Linked DNA regions of Sus scrofa: regions 1, 2 and 3 are each linked to region 4. The links are chromatin contacts, called in public Hi-C and HiChIP or PLAC-seq maps. All regions are on one chromosome and are shown on one strand. Each heading gives the region's core, a stretch centred on a gene start, on an enhancer-like site or on the middle of the called end of the contact. The rest is flanking DNA. Distances are from core to core; before and after follow the strand shown. Region 1 holds the start of TMEM116 (transmembrane protein 116). Region 2 holds the start of OAS2 (2'-5'-oligoadenylate synthetase 2, 69/71kDa). Region 3 holds the start of NAA25 (N-alpha-acetyltransferase 25, NatB auxiliary subunit). Region 4 holds the start of RPL6 (ribosomal protein L6).

What was found. A called contact is a pair of places that touch in the nucleus more often than the background predicts. HiChIP or PLAC-seq counts read pairs in DNA pulled down with a chosen protein or histone mark.
Region 1: an H3K27ac HiChIP or PLAC-seq map of alveolar macrophages shows a contact between it and region 4. The contact joins the promoter of TMEM116 here to the promoter of RPL6 in region 4. A contact is called at or near these places in 1 of 5 promoter capture datasets (fetal liver) and 1 of 2 datasets of contacts at active chromatin or transcription factors (alveolar macrophages).
Region 2: a Hi-C map of embryonic fibroblasts shows a contact between it and region 4, with 1.7 times the contacts expected there. The contact joins the promoter of OAS2 here to the promoter of RPL6 in region 4. A contact is called at or near these places in 1 of 47 Hi-C or Micro-C datasets (embryonic fibroblasts) and 1 of 2 datasets of contacts at active chromatin or transcription factors (alveolar macrophages).
Region 3: a Hi-C map of liver shows a contact between it and region 4, with 2.6 times the contacts expected there. The contact joins the promoter of NAA25 here to the promoter of RPL6 in region 4. A contact is called at or near these places in 2 of 5 promoter capture datasets (fetal liver and fetal skeletal muscle), 17 of 47 Hi-C or Micro-C datasets (embryonic fibroblasts, fetal liver, heart right ventricle and 7 more) and 2 of 2 datasets of contacts at active chromatin or transcription factors (alveolar macrophages and skeletal muscle).

Annotation. Positions count from the first base shown.
Region 1 is chr14:39,694,396-39,697,095 of Sscrofa11.1, forward strand. TMEM116 (transmembrane protein 116) reads left to right here and starts at 1,344. Exons shown (of 12, transcript XM_021074212.1): 1 at 1,344-1,365. It overlaps ERP29 (endoplasmic reticulum resident protein 29), which reads right to left and starts at 1,353. Exons shown (of 3, transcript XM_003483432.3): 1 at 1,048-1,353. The coding sequence starts at 1,191.
Region 2 is chr14:38,846,379-38,849,245 of Sscrofa11.1, forward strand. It overlaps OAS2 (2'-5'-oligoadenylate synthetase 2, 69/71kDa), which reads right to left and starts at 1,319. Exons shown (of 11, transcript NM_001031796.1): 1 at 1,048-1,319. The coding sequence starts at 1,224.
Region 3 is chr14:39,605,320-39,608,162 of Sscrofa11.1, forward strand. NAA25 (N-alpha-acetyltransferase 25, NatB auxiliary subunit) reads left to right here and starts at 1,480. Exons shown (of 24, transcript XM_021074209.1): 1 at 1,480-1,631. The coding sequence starts at 1,574.
Region 4 is chr14:39,301,047-39,304,025 of Sscrofa11.1, forward strand. RPL6 (ribosomal protein L6) reads left to right here and starts at 1,401. Exons shown (of 7, transcript NM_001044542.1): 1 at 1,401-1,419; 2 at 2,317-2,541; 3 at 2,622-2,720. The coding sequence starts at 2,317.

The DNA of each region.
Region 1 (2,700 bases), core at 94-2,593, 390 kb after region 4:
TATCACGACACCAGAGCTCACTGGCAGCACTGGATCCTTACCCCACTGAGCGAGGCCAGGGATCGAACCCACATCCTCTGGGCACTAGTTGGGTTCATTATCGCTGAGCCACAATGGCAACTCCATACACCTACACTTTTACATTCTTGAAAATTTGCCTTGAATGAGTCACAGGTACCAACTTCAGGAACAGGAACCCTTTCGAAAAGGGGAAGAGTTCAATCACTTGAGATAGATAGATACTTCTTGGTTTCACTTCCCAGCAATGAGCATGGACTAAAATAAAACGCCTGGTTCTCTCTCAACACTTAGCTCGCCCGTCTCACAGGTGAAGTTAAGGTGCCAGTGGGTGAAGAAAGGTGAAAGATCAGGGGACTGGGACTGCATTCAGCTTTCCATATTTCCACCTTCCACGTACCGAGGCCAGGACCCCAATTCTGTGAATACGGAGGTGGGGATTGTAGCTAATCCTTCCAAGTCTTGACCCGATTTTGCCACCAGGCCCAAGACATTCACTACAGAGTGGTTGAACTGAAGCTTATTCTCAAAGCTTGCACTTTTTATGGAGAGGCAGAATATCTGGACAGTGGCTGAAATCCATGCCAAGGAAAGAGGGGCGCTGAAGTGCAGGTTAACAAGCAGGGTTTCCACCCCTGCCCAACACAGTGGCGTCCGCTTCGAACTGCCCTCCAGGTTTCTCTACTTTGGACCCGAGGATTGGGCTCACCTGGCACCTCCCTCTTCCCACAGGTGATGGGAAGGGGCACCCTGCTCCCTCAGCTCCATTTCTGCAGTTCTTTTGCAAAGGAGGAAGCAAGTATAAATATTGCAAAGGCAAAGGTGCGTGGTGACCATGGATCATGCATGCTCCAAGGCCAAGATACGGCCTCGGCCCAAAGTCCACCAGCCCTGCAAGGCGGTGGGAACCCACGAGATCATTGCTACAGACCACCTCCCGCCAGCTAGCTGTACCCAGCGTCCCCCACGGGTGGGCGCTGCCCTAGGAGCTCTGGCTGCACCTGCGCGCGATGTCCCCCGCCGCGTTACCTTGTAGAAAGTAATTGTATCCAGGGGAAGGGCGCCCTTGGTGTGCAGGCCGCTGCCGCCTTGCGGAGCAGAGAGAAACAGGAGGAACAGGAGAAGGGGAAAGAGTGGAGAGAGACAAGCAGCGTGGGGAATGGCGGAAGCCATAACGCCTTATTCTGGCAGTAGCTGCTGAAGCAGAGGAAGCGTGGAGTCGGGAGTCACGTGTCTAGGAGGGCCGACTCCGGCGCGCGTACGTGTACTAGCCGGCAGGCTCTCGGCGGCCTAGGGTGAGAGGGTGGGGCCTCGTGAGGGGAGAGGGGGGAAATGGAGCTGCTGCGCGTGCGTACTCGGCGAAAGCCAGCTGGGGCCTAGGGTGATTGGGCGGGGCCAAGTGGCGGGGAGGGGGTTGATAGTGTGGGGCGTGTGGGGGAGGGGCCGGAGGAGGAGGGGGCGTGTGGGGGAGGGGCCGGAGGAGGAGGGGGCGTGTGGGGGAGGGGGCGGAGGAGGAGGGGAGGGAGGAGGAGGGGGCGGAGGAGGAGGGGGCGGAAGGACTGCCGCGCACGCGCTCTCTGCGAGGCTTTCAGCTGGCCTGCCCCTTTCCCGTCATCCTCCGCCAGAGGAGTGGCGCGAAGCGCGTGCTCGGCGTTTTTATGGCCCTTGGGTCGCGTCTTTCCTTCTCTTCGAAGATGACGAAGCCGGCCAGCATTTCTTCTTGCCTTTGGTTGGGATGTGCTACTACCTTTGGTTAGTCTGTCAGGCCGTCTGACTGTGCTACTGCCTCTTAGTTGGCACGATATTATGTTCATTCAGTCGTATTCGGCTCCCACCCTTAGGCGGTAGCTGAGCTGGTGTGTGAGACGAGGCTCTTGTCAGTTTGGCTGTCAGGGCCTCCCCTACCCCTGACCAGCCCTATATGAGGCTTACTCTGTGGTGCGTGCTTCACCAGGGAGGCTCCAGGCTCATAAAAATAGGCTTCCCTTATTTTTAAAGTCCTAATAATTCTGTTGAACAGGTGTTTGTTCAGCATATAGTTTATACTAGATCCCAGGTTTGCTTGCAGGAATGCAGAATGGAGATGAATGAGACCGAACTCTGTACTGAACGAACTCAGTGGTGGGGCAGGAGGAGTCATGGAAATAGTAATAGAAACGTTACAGTGTAATTGGTAGAAAATAAGACTGTATTACAGGCTCATGAAAGCATAAATGGTAATTCAGTCAGTCCCGCTCAGTAGTGTTAGGGAAAGTAATAGACAGGAGGTGACTTTTGAGCTGGATCTAGAAAGAAGAGGAGGTGTTTACTTACAAGGCAAATAGCAGATGATGGTTCTAATAAGGGGGGGGGGACATGATGAATCTGTGAATGAACTGAGGCACGTGGTGAAGGGTCTCATCAAGCGAAAGGGTTTGGAGCCATCAGAGGTTTTAACCAGAAGAATGACTTTAGATTTGCTGTTACTTGGGAATAAAGAAGATGGATGTGAAAAGAAGGGAATAAATTGTGTAATACTTTATAAGGAATTTAGCACCAAGTAAACCATTACATGTGTCTAGTAAATGTGCTTTAGAGAGGTTCAGAAAAATTTATTGGAGTTTGCACTAATAAATTATTAAAGTAAGACACATAGACAAATGATAGAAGTTAGAGGAGGGGATAATCACTGTGAGCTAAGAT
Region 2 (2,867 bases), core at 69-2,568, 450 kb before region 4:
GCGACCCGCCCCCGCCCCCACTCCCCTGCCGCCCGGCGCTGCGTGTGTTAGAAAAAAGTTAACAATGTTGAGAGGTAGGATGGCTTCGGGTTAAGGGTGCAAGCTCCCAAACGGATCACTAGCGCTTACAATCCCAAATTGGATATCAACTATTAAATAACTTCCCCGTGCCTCAGTTTCCTCATCTGGGCCCAGGCAGAAGACGCCAAAGGCTCGGATGTCTTTACTGCTGGGGCTAGTGGATGCATGTAAGGGCAGAAGCCAGAAAGCGCTGTGACTGCAGAGAAGCGGGATTCCAGTGCTGGAGAGCCTGGGATTGGGCATCTACAATGCCCTCTCCCTACCCTAGGGTCTTAGCACCTTCTCAGCATCCTTTCTTCTCCAAAGGTCCAGAATCTTCCGTCTCAGCCCCAGGATTTGTGTCTGTAGCACCAAACATTTCTAACTGATGAGAGCGCCCCACCCCTGGCTGTTGAAACCACAGAGCATCGGTAGGAAGCTTTACTGAAGTCTTCTAGCCTCAGTTTACCCCTCTGGAAAATAAGGAGATTAGAAGCAATAACAGTAATCACAGCTAATTTATTTCACTTTTTTTTTCTTTGGCTGTGCCAAAGCATGTGGAAGTTTACGGCCCAAAGATCGAACCCATGCCACAGTTGCAACCTGCGGCAATGCTGGATCCCTAACCCGCTGCCCCAAATGGGAACTTCTTTTGTGCTAACTTTGTACCAAGCCCTGTGCAAGAACATTATATGCTCAAGCCTCTTAACATTTTGTGATGAGTATTATTGCTCTCCCATTTTATAGACTCAGACACTAAGGCACAGAGAGGTTAAGCAAACTGCTCTGGGTCACACAGTAGTAAGAGGCAGAACCAGCTCCCAACCTGTACTCCTAAACTCTGTACTGTATCCCACCATCTCAGTTGAGCAGCATGGGGAATATGATGATGTCTGTGTGCCCAGGGCCTGGCACACAGTAGGTGCTCAGCACCAAGTCTTTCTTCCCTCTGGCTCCCTGAAGGCCTGACCCCAGCCCTCTACTCACTCTGGCCACGCTTATCACCAGGGGCAACTGCTCAGCATCCTGCAGGACTTTGCAGATGGTGTCCACGGTCTGGTCGATCTGTTTCTGACAGTCTTCAGAGGGTCTCAGGTTGTTCTGGACAAACTCTCCCAGTTTCTGAGGAGGCCGGTCATAGAGATGGGACCCCCAGTTTCCCATTGCTCTGGCTGGCTGCTGAGAAGACAGCTAATGGCTGAGCTGGAGGCAGAAGAGAAAGAGAACTTTTATGCCCAGAGCCAGAAAACCGAAACTCATCACAGGGGAAAAGGAAACTCACAGGGCCTTTCCAGCTGACTGCCTCAGGATTTTCCCCGCCCCTATGACTATCGGCCAGCCTCTCAGCTGCTGTAGTGAAAAGGGGAGTCACCGGCGCTGGCTCATGAGGGCTTGATACACACTAGATCTGTGTCCTTGAGCACATTGTTGGTCCTTTTTGTGCTTTGATTTCCCTATCTGTAAAATGGGGGTAACAACAGTACCTTTCTCATAGCTTTTTTTTTTTTTTTTTTTTTTTTGTCTTTTTGCTATTTCTTGGGCCGCTCCCGTGGCATATGGAGGTTCCCAGGCTAGGGGTCCAATCGGAGCTGTAGCCGCCGGCCTACGCCAGAGCCACAGCAACTCGGGATCCGAGCCGCGTCTGCGACCTACACCACAGTTCACGGCAACGCCGGATCGTTAACCCACTGAGCAAGGGCAGGGACTGAACCCGCAACCTCATGGTTCCTAGTCGGATTCGTTAACCACTGCGCCATGATGGGAACTCCTCATAGCTTTAATGTAAGGATTAAATACTTGCATATTGCTTGGAACAGAACCGGGCACACGATGGCTATAAAGTATTTGTTAAGCAAATACTTTTTAACAATATTTCGTAGGGGGCCAGAGGACATCTTTTTTTTTTTTCTCCATCGAACTATAACTTATAAATTTACAATATTGTGTTAGGTTTCAGGTGTATAGCAAAATGAGGCAGTTATATCTCTATTTATAATTTTAAAAAGATTATTTTCCCAGAGGTCATCTTTTGAGGCTCTTTCCCTTCTCCCCATTCCCAGTGGCCTTGGAACTCAGAATCAATGAGCACAGCGAGACAAAAGAGACCCTGAAGCGGGTCTGTTGTTCAGGGACACACAGCAAGGCAAAGCTTCAGTCACTCAGGTTTCAGTTCTGCCACTGAGCAAACACAGGTCTCAAAAGGTCTGCCTCTGGAGTTCCCGTCGTGGCGCAGTGGTTAACGAATCCGACTAGGAACCATGAGGTTGCGGGTTCGGTCCCTGCCCTTGCTCAGTGGGTTAAGGATCTGGCGTTGCCGTGAGCTGTGGTGTAGGTTGCAGACGTGGCTCGGATCCCGCGTTGCTGTGGCTCTGGCGTAGGCTGGTGGCTACAGCTCTGATTCGACCCCTAGCCTGGGAACCTCCATATGCCTCGGGAGCGGCCCAAGAAATAGCAACAACAACAACAACAACAACAACAACAACAACAAAAAAGGTCCGCTTCTGTGTGCCTCGTTCCTCAGCACACACATGGATACCTATTGGATTTCCCTGGGCACTTACCCCACCCAGCATGGATGAAAAACAAGCCCAGGAGTGCACAGGCTAGAGGGGAGACAGACATGCAACTCTTGTGTCCAGACCCATGAAAATGAACCTCCCAGGCAGCTCCCAGAAAGCACACACAGACCCCTTCTCTGCTGTGATGATGAATTTCATATGTCAACTTCTTTTTTCCTGCATTTTAGCTCTGCACCCATGAATTGGAGCTGCAGGTGCCGGCCTACACCACAGCTCACGGCAACACCA
Region 3 (2,843 bases), core at 230-2,729, 300 kb after region 4:
CTTCCCCTCCACCACCACTCCCAACCATTTTCAACAAGAATTTCTCTGTGCACTTGCTTCTGGAATTTTTTTTCTTCCTCTTTAGCTTGCCCCAGGACAGAGTTGGGATGAGAGTTTCTAGTGCATGTAGTTAAAAAATACCCCCCATTATTAAAAATGTATTAAAAATCTATTACTTTGGAATGGTTTTAGACTTAACAGAAAGGCTGAAAAGAGGGTAAAGTTTTTACTACTCTTCAACCAGTTAACCTTAATGTTAACATCTTACATTACCATGTAATTTACATTCGTCAAAATGAGAAACCAACATTAGCATAATACTATTAACTAAATTCTAGATTTTATTTGCATTTCTTCTGTTTCTCCACTAATGCCCTTTTTTTTTCTGTCTCAGGATCCCAACCAGGATATCACATTACCTTTGGTTATCGTGTTTCATTGGACTATTATGGTTTCTCATAGTTTCCTTATTTTTCATGACCTTGACAGTTTTTTGGTTTTTTTCTTTCACCTCGACCCAGGCATGTGGAAGTTCCCAGGTCAGGGATCAAACCCACGCCACAGCCATGGCAATGCTGGATTTTTAACCTGCTGTGCCACAAGAGAACTCCCATCTCCCACTTTATTTAACTTTTCTGACAATTGTCGCTTTTTCTAACCACACTATATAAAATTGCCCCCCGTCCCTGTTCTCCTTTTCTCAGTTTCATTTATTATCACCTAATATACTGACATACTTATTTGATGATCTCCCTCCCAGCAAGGAAGGCCCCAGGAAAGCTCTGATTTATTTACAATGTATCTTCTCTGCCTAAATTCGAAACAGAAACAGCGGCATAATAGGCACTGGATAATTATATTGGGTATGAATAAACCCACCAGTAGAAAAGAGGATAGTATCTACCTTCTAAGGAGATACTAGGGTTGTTATGAGTATTAATGAAATAATTCATTTAGAGCTTGCAACACTAACTGCACATACTAACTGAATTACTTTTTTCCTTCAGTTTTATTGCGGTATAGTTGACAAATCCACTGGATTACTATAAATCTAGGGTGCTTCTTAGTTGGCTGAGCACCAGGAGAGAGATGAAGGGATCTCGAACATTTCTGGCAGATTTCTACTGTTGGTCAGCACCCCTTTCCCCTACTCTCTCCTGGGTCACCCTCCCAGAGGAGGTCCCAGTTCCTCAACAATTAATCAAAGACAAGTCTAACTGGTCCTTCAGCACAGATGAGAAATAAGATAAACTGGAGCAGCAGAGCCCTAACTCTGACCAAGAGTTTCTCTCCTTTCTTCACTCTCCCGTAAGTGACTCGGACGGGATTTTAATAGCAACGGCCGCCTCTATCAGCTAGACTGATTCCATCAGCAAAGGGGAGACGTATCCCTCAAAGTGGCAATAGTCTGTGGGAGGGGTGCGGTGTAAGTGTTGTCCCTTTCCGCGCAGGCGCGTTCAATCGCAACCCCGCGACCATCGCGATAGACGAGCGAGATCGGCGCTGGCCCTTTAACGGCCCCTTCCCGGGGGCCTGCCCTGCGCGTGCGCACTGCTGTTCTGCGCTTGTCATCATGGCGACGCGGGGCCATGTGCAGGACCCTAACGACAGGCGCCTCCGGCCCATTTACGGTGAGTGCCTGGGGCCAGTCTAGTCGCCAGCCGGATACGCCGAGGGCCGCCGGGGCCAGGGTAAAGGCCCAGGAGGGTCGCTGAGTGGCCAGGAGCAGGGCTGGCGAGCACAGGGGGTCGGCCGCGCGGGCCTCTAGGCCTCAGTCACGGGCCTCGCGGAAGCGCCGGCCTGGCCTTCCAGAGCCCTGAGGTGGCAGCTGCGCTGTTAGGGCAGCGGCAGGTCGGCAGAGCTGGCCCGACAGGCAGGCTTTGTAAGACATTTCCTCTGGTAGAGATCTGCTCTGCTCGCAGGTCGCGTTGTTGGGGCCACGCCAAGGGACACCCAAGATCTGCCCGCAGGTGGAAGCTAGCTCCGGTACAGGGCTGAAACACCCTACTTGAGGGAAAACCCCCACTGAAGACTTTTTACTTATGGAAACTGGGCCTAAAATGTTGTCTGACCAACAGTGCTTGGTGAACAGAGAGAAACTGAGGTTCTGAGAGAGGAAGGAGCTGACGCAAGGTCACCCGAATCGAGTCAGGAACAGGCCCAGATTTGAGGCTCCCCATCGAAAGCTCTTTGGTGGAGGAACAGCTGCTCAGGGTACACGTGGGAGGCGGGGGCGGGGGGGTGGTGGTCTTGGGCCCAAAATAGCGATGGGAAGATTGTGATAGTTTGGAGGGGCGTGCAGGGCCTTTCCTTTCTGTAGCTTTTCTGGCTTTCTGCAGCTTGCCTTCTGTGTGCTGAGTGGATCCCCCTTTGTAACGCTTAGCCCAATCCTCAGGTTTTAAGACCTTGATATCGTTCTGCTACACTTATTGTGAAAAATCACATATTTGAGTCACAGAAACATCTCTTCAATTACCGAGGTGTTCTGTAATTGGATAGTGGTTCCTGTTAGATGGTTGTATGGTCTTGGTCTGTGTCACTTCTTGATGAAGGAAGGCTTCAAGGTCAGTGGTTTTTCGCAAAATTAGGTCTCATGTTTATAGTGTGGATGTTACTAAATGGAGGTTTCTCCGCAGGGCTGAGATCACTTAACTTTTTTTTTTTGGAAGGGGGTAACTATATATTTCTGGTACAATTGCTACTTTTTGTAATTTGTATGATACTTTACTCACATCTCATTTGATTCTAGCAACAGCTTTGTGAGGTGGGTAAAAATAATAATAGCTAATATATATAGACTGTTAATTATGTCAGTCACTGTCCTCAGCCTTTTATATTTATCA
Region 4 (2,979 bases), core at 151-2,650:
GGATGTGGATTCTATTGCTGGCCTCACTCAGTCCTTCCCAGATCCAGCGTTGTCAGATCTGTGGCAGTTGCGATGAGCTGTGATGTAGATCGCAGACATTTCTGGGATCCAGTGTTGCTGTGGCGTAGAGGGGGTAGCCTTAGCTCCGATTGGACCCCTAGCCTGGGAACTTCCATATGCCAGAGAATGCGGCCCTGAAAAGAGAAGAAAAAAAAAAGCACAGCCACAGCAACGCAAGATCTGAGCAGGCCTGCCACCTACACCACAGCTCAGGGCAAGGCCAGATCCCCCACCCACTGAGCGTGGAACTATCGATTCATTTCCCTGTGCCACAACAGGGAACTCCCAGAACAACTATGCTCTTTGATGTCTCCATACCTCTTGCATTTATTCTTCCAGTTGCCACTTTCATCTGCCAGATTTGTGCTTATTTTTTCCAAATCCAACACAAAAACATCTCCCGCAAAACTTTCCAAATCCTCCCAGAAGAAGTGATTTATTAATTTTTCTATTTTTTTTTTGGTCTTTTTTGCCTTTTCTACGGCCACTCCCCACGGCATGTGGAGGTTCCCAAGCTGGGGGTCTAATCAGAGTTGTAGCCACCGGCTTACCCCAGAGCCACAGCAATGCGGGATCCCAGCCGCATCTTCGGTTTACACCACAGCTCACGGCAACGCCGGATCCTTAACCCGCTGAGTAAGGCCAGGACCAAACCCGCAACCTCCTGGTTCCTAGTCGGATTCGTTAACCACTGAGCCACTACAGGAACTCCTATTTCACTTACTTTAAATTTTAGTTTTGACCCTCTACTTTTAAGCTTTAGGGGGTGTAGGCAGTAGGCAACTGTGGAGAAAATGTCTGTGGAAGGTCCCTTTCATCGGAGGGATTTCGTTTAAATTGAGGATTAGGTCCTTCAACCATCTATACCTTCTTATATTGAAAATGGTAGTGCTTCCCCTCCACTTTTCCGCCCATGGAAGCTTCCTAGGATCTGCATATAGAAGTTTCTCGAATCGAATCCAAGACACAGCTGCTACCTACTCCACAGCTGTGGCTACTCGGGACCCACTGCGACCGGGCTGGGAATAAAATCCTAGCTGCTGCAGAGACAACGCCAGCGGGAACTCGTTGGTAGTGTTTTCTAATATATTTGGTAAGCAAAATATAAAAAGTTGCAACTTTATGCAGGTTCCCAAAATTACTCTGAGAATTTTATTGGGCTATTAAATGAGGCTTTTTCAGACAAAACGTTCTCCGCTTTCGCCTCCTATTAAGAAAAACAGCTCCGTATACAGGACAAAGGTGGGAAACTACACTTCCCATCATGCCTCAGATCCGGAAGGAAATGAGACTCCACACCTCCCGTGATCGCTTATAGACCGGAAGCTGAGGCCTTAGTTCTCTTTCCCATCTTGCAAGGTAAGAATGGCGGGGTTCTCTGCAAGACTCGATTTCAGGACCCCTATCCTTCGCCATCCTAACTCGGAGGGTATCAAGTCGACATCTGCGGGGTGTCGGACGCGTCAGGGCCAACTGGGAGACCTCCTAGACGCTTATTTATCTCGCTTGGGTTTACAATGGGGCACGTAGAGGGTGAAGCGGAATGCCGAATAGGCTCTGGCAGCCCGGCACCCTCCCGGACTGAAGGAATAGGTCCCTCCAGGGATCCGTAGCGGGCTAGTGGGCTTCAGGGGCCAGGGCGACAGCGCGCGTTCCGGAATCTCGAGTTTGGGTTCCAGAAGACGCCGCCGAGCTTGTCCCAGCCACGTTGTGTATTTGAGTCTGTGGCCAATGCTGATTTTCCCGTCTCCACGTCTGTGACCGGAAGTCGCTCCTTGCGCTTTGCGCTTTTTTCAGTTTGGGCAAATCGTGTGTGTCTTCGCCTTCTAAACAGAATTTCTTGAGTGAGACAGTTTGATAAAAGCAAAAGCCCTGAAAGCAAATGATTTCAAGTTCTATCTTCGGCATCCTAACTGGAGATTGGTAAAGCTCTGTTTCTGGACTTCTAGTTCGCAAAAGAGGAATGGAATAGGGACTTGTGACTGCTAAATATGCAGCAAGCACCTAACAGGTGTGGGATAGTCTTCAGTCTTCAGATCGTCCAAAAAGTTACAGTGTATTGGGGAGACAACCGTGATGGATGTTGCAGACGTGGGAATTTGGAGGAAGGCCTATGGTCTTGTAGTGGGAGGGATGTAAAGGATGTTAACAGCTAGTTGAAGAGGGAGGATGAGGACTTGTCCCCTAGGAAGTCTGTTCATGTACAGCTCTGAGATAAATGGTGAAATACCTTCTTTAAAATGTACCCACTGGTAGATGGCGGGTGAAAAAGCTGAGAAGCCAGGAACTAAGGAGAAAAAGCCTGAAGCCAAGAAGGCTGATGCTGGTGGTAAAGTTAAAAAGGCTAAGAAGGTTAAGAAGGGGAAGCCCCACTGCAGCCGAAACCCTGTCCTGGTCAGAGGAATTGGCAGATATTCCCGATCGGCTATGTATTCCAGAAAGGCTTTGTACAAGAGGAAGTATTCAGCAGCTAAATCCAAGGTAAGGGATGAGGGGAACCACTGACCATTTGGTCTTGAAGTGTGCGACTCTGACTTTTTGATGCATTTGTGCCCTGATAGGTTGAAAAGAAAAAGAAGGTGAGAGTTCTTGCTACTGTCACAAAACCCGTTGGTGGTGACAAGAATGGTGGTACCCGAGTTGTTAAACTTCGAAAAATGGTAAGATTTCTGGAATATTGTAAGTTGACTGTTCCGCCAAAGTTTGAAACTTGTGTGGGGTTTTAGAAGTTTTTGTTTACCAGAGATTTACTAATGGAGAATAGTGTGAGTTCTGAGTTTGTGCAACTTGACATTATTCAGAGTTAAGTTTCCGTGCTTTGGTTCTTGTAAAACAGGAATAAAGGTTTGCCTCACAGGGTTGCTGTGAGACTTTAAAATGAGAGCCTAGGAAGCGGCCAGGCCTGTAGAACGTGTATCC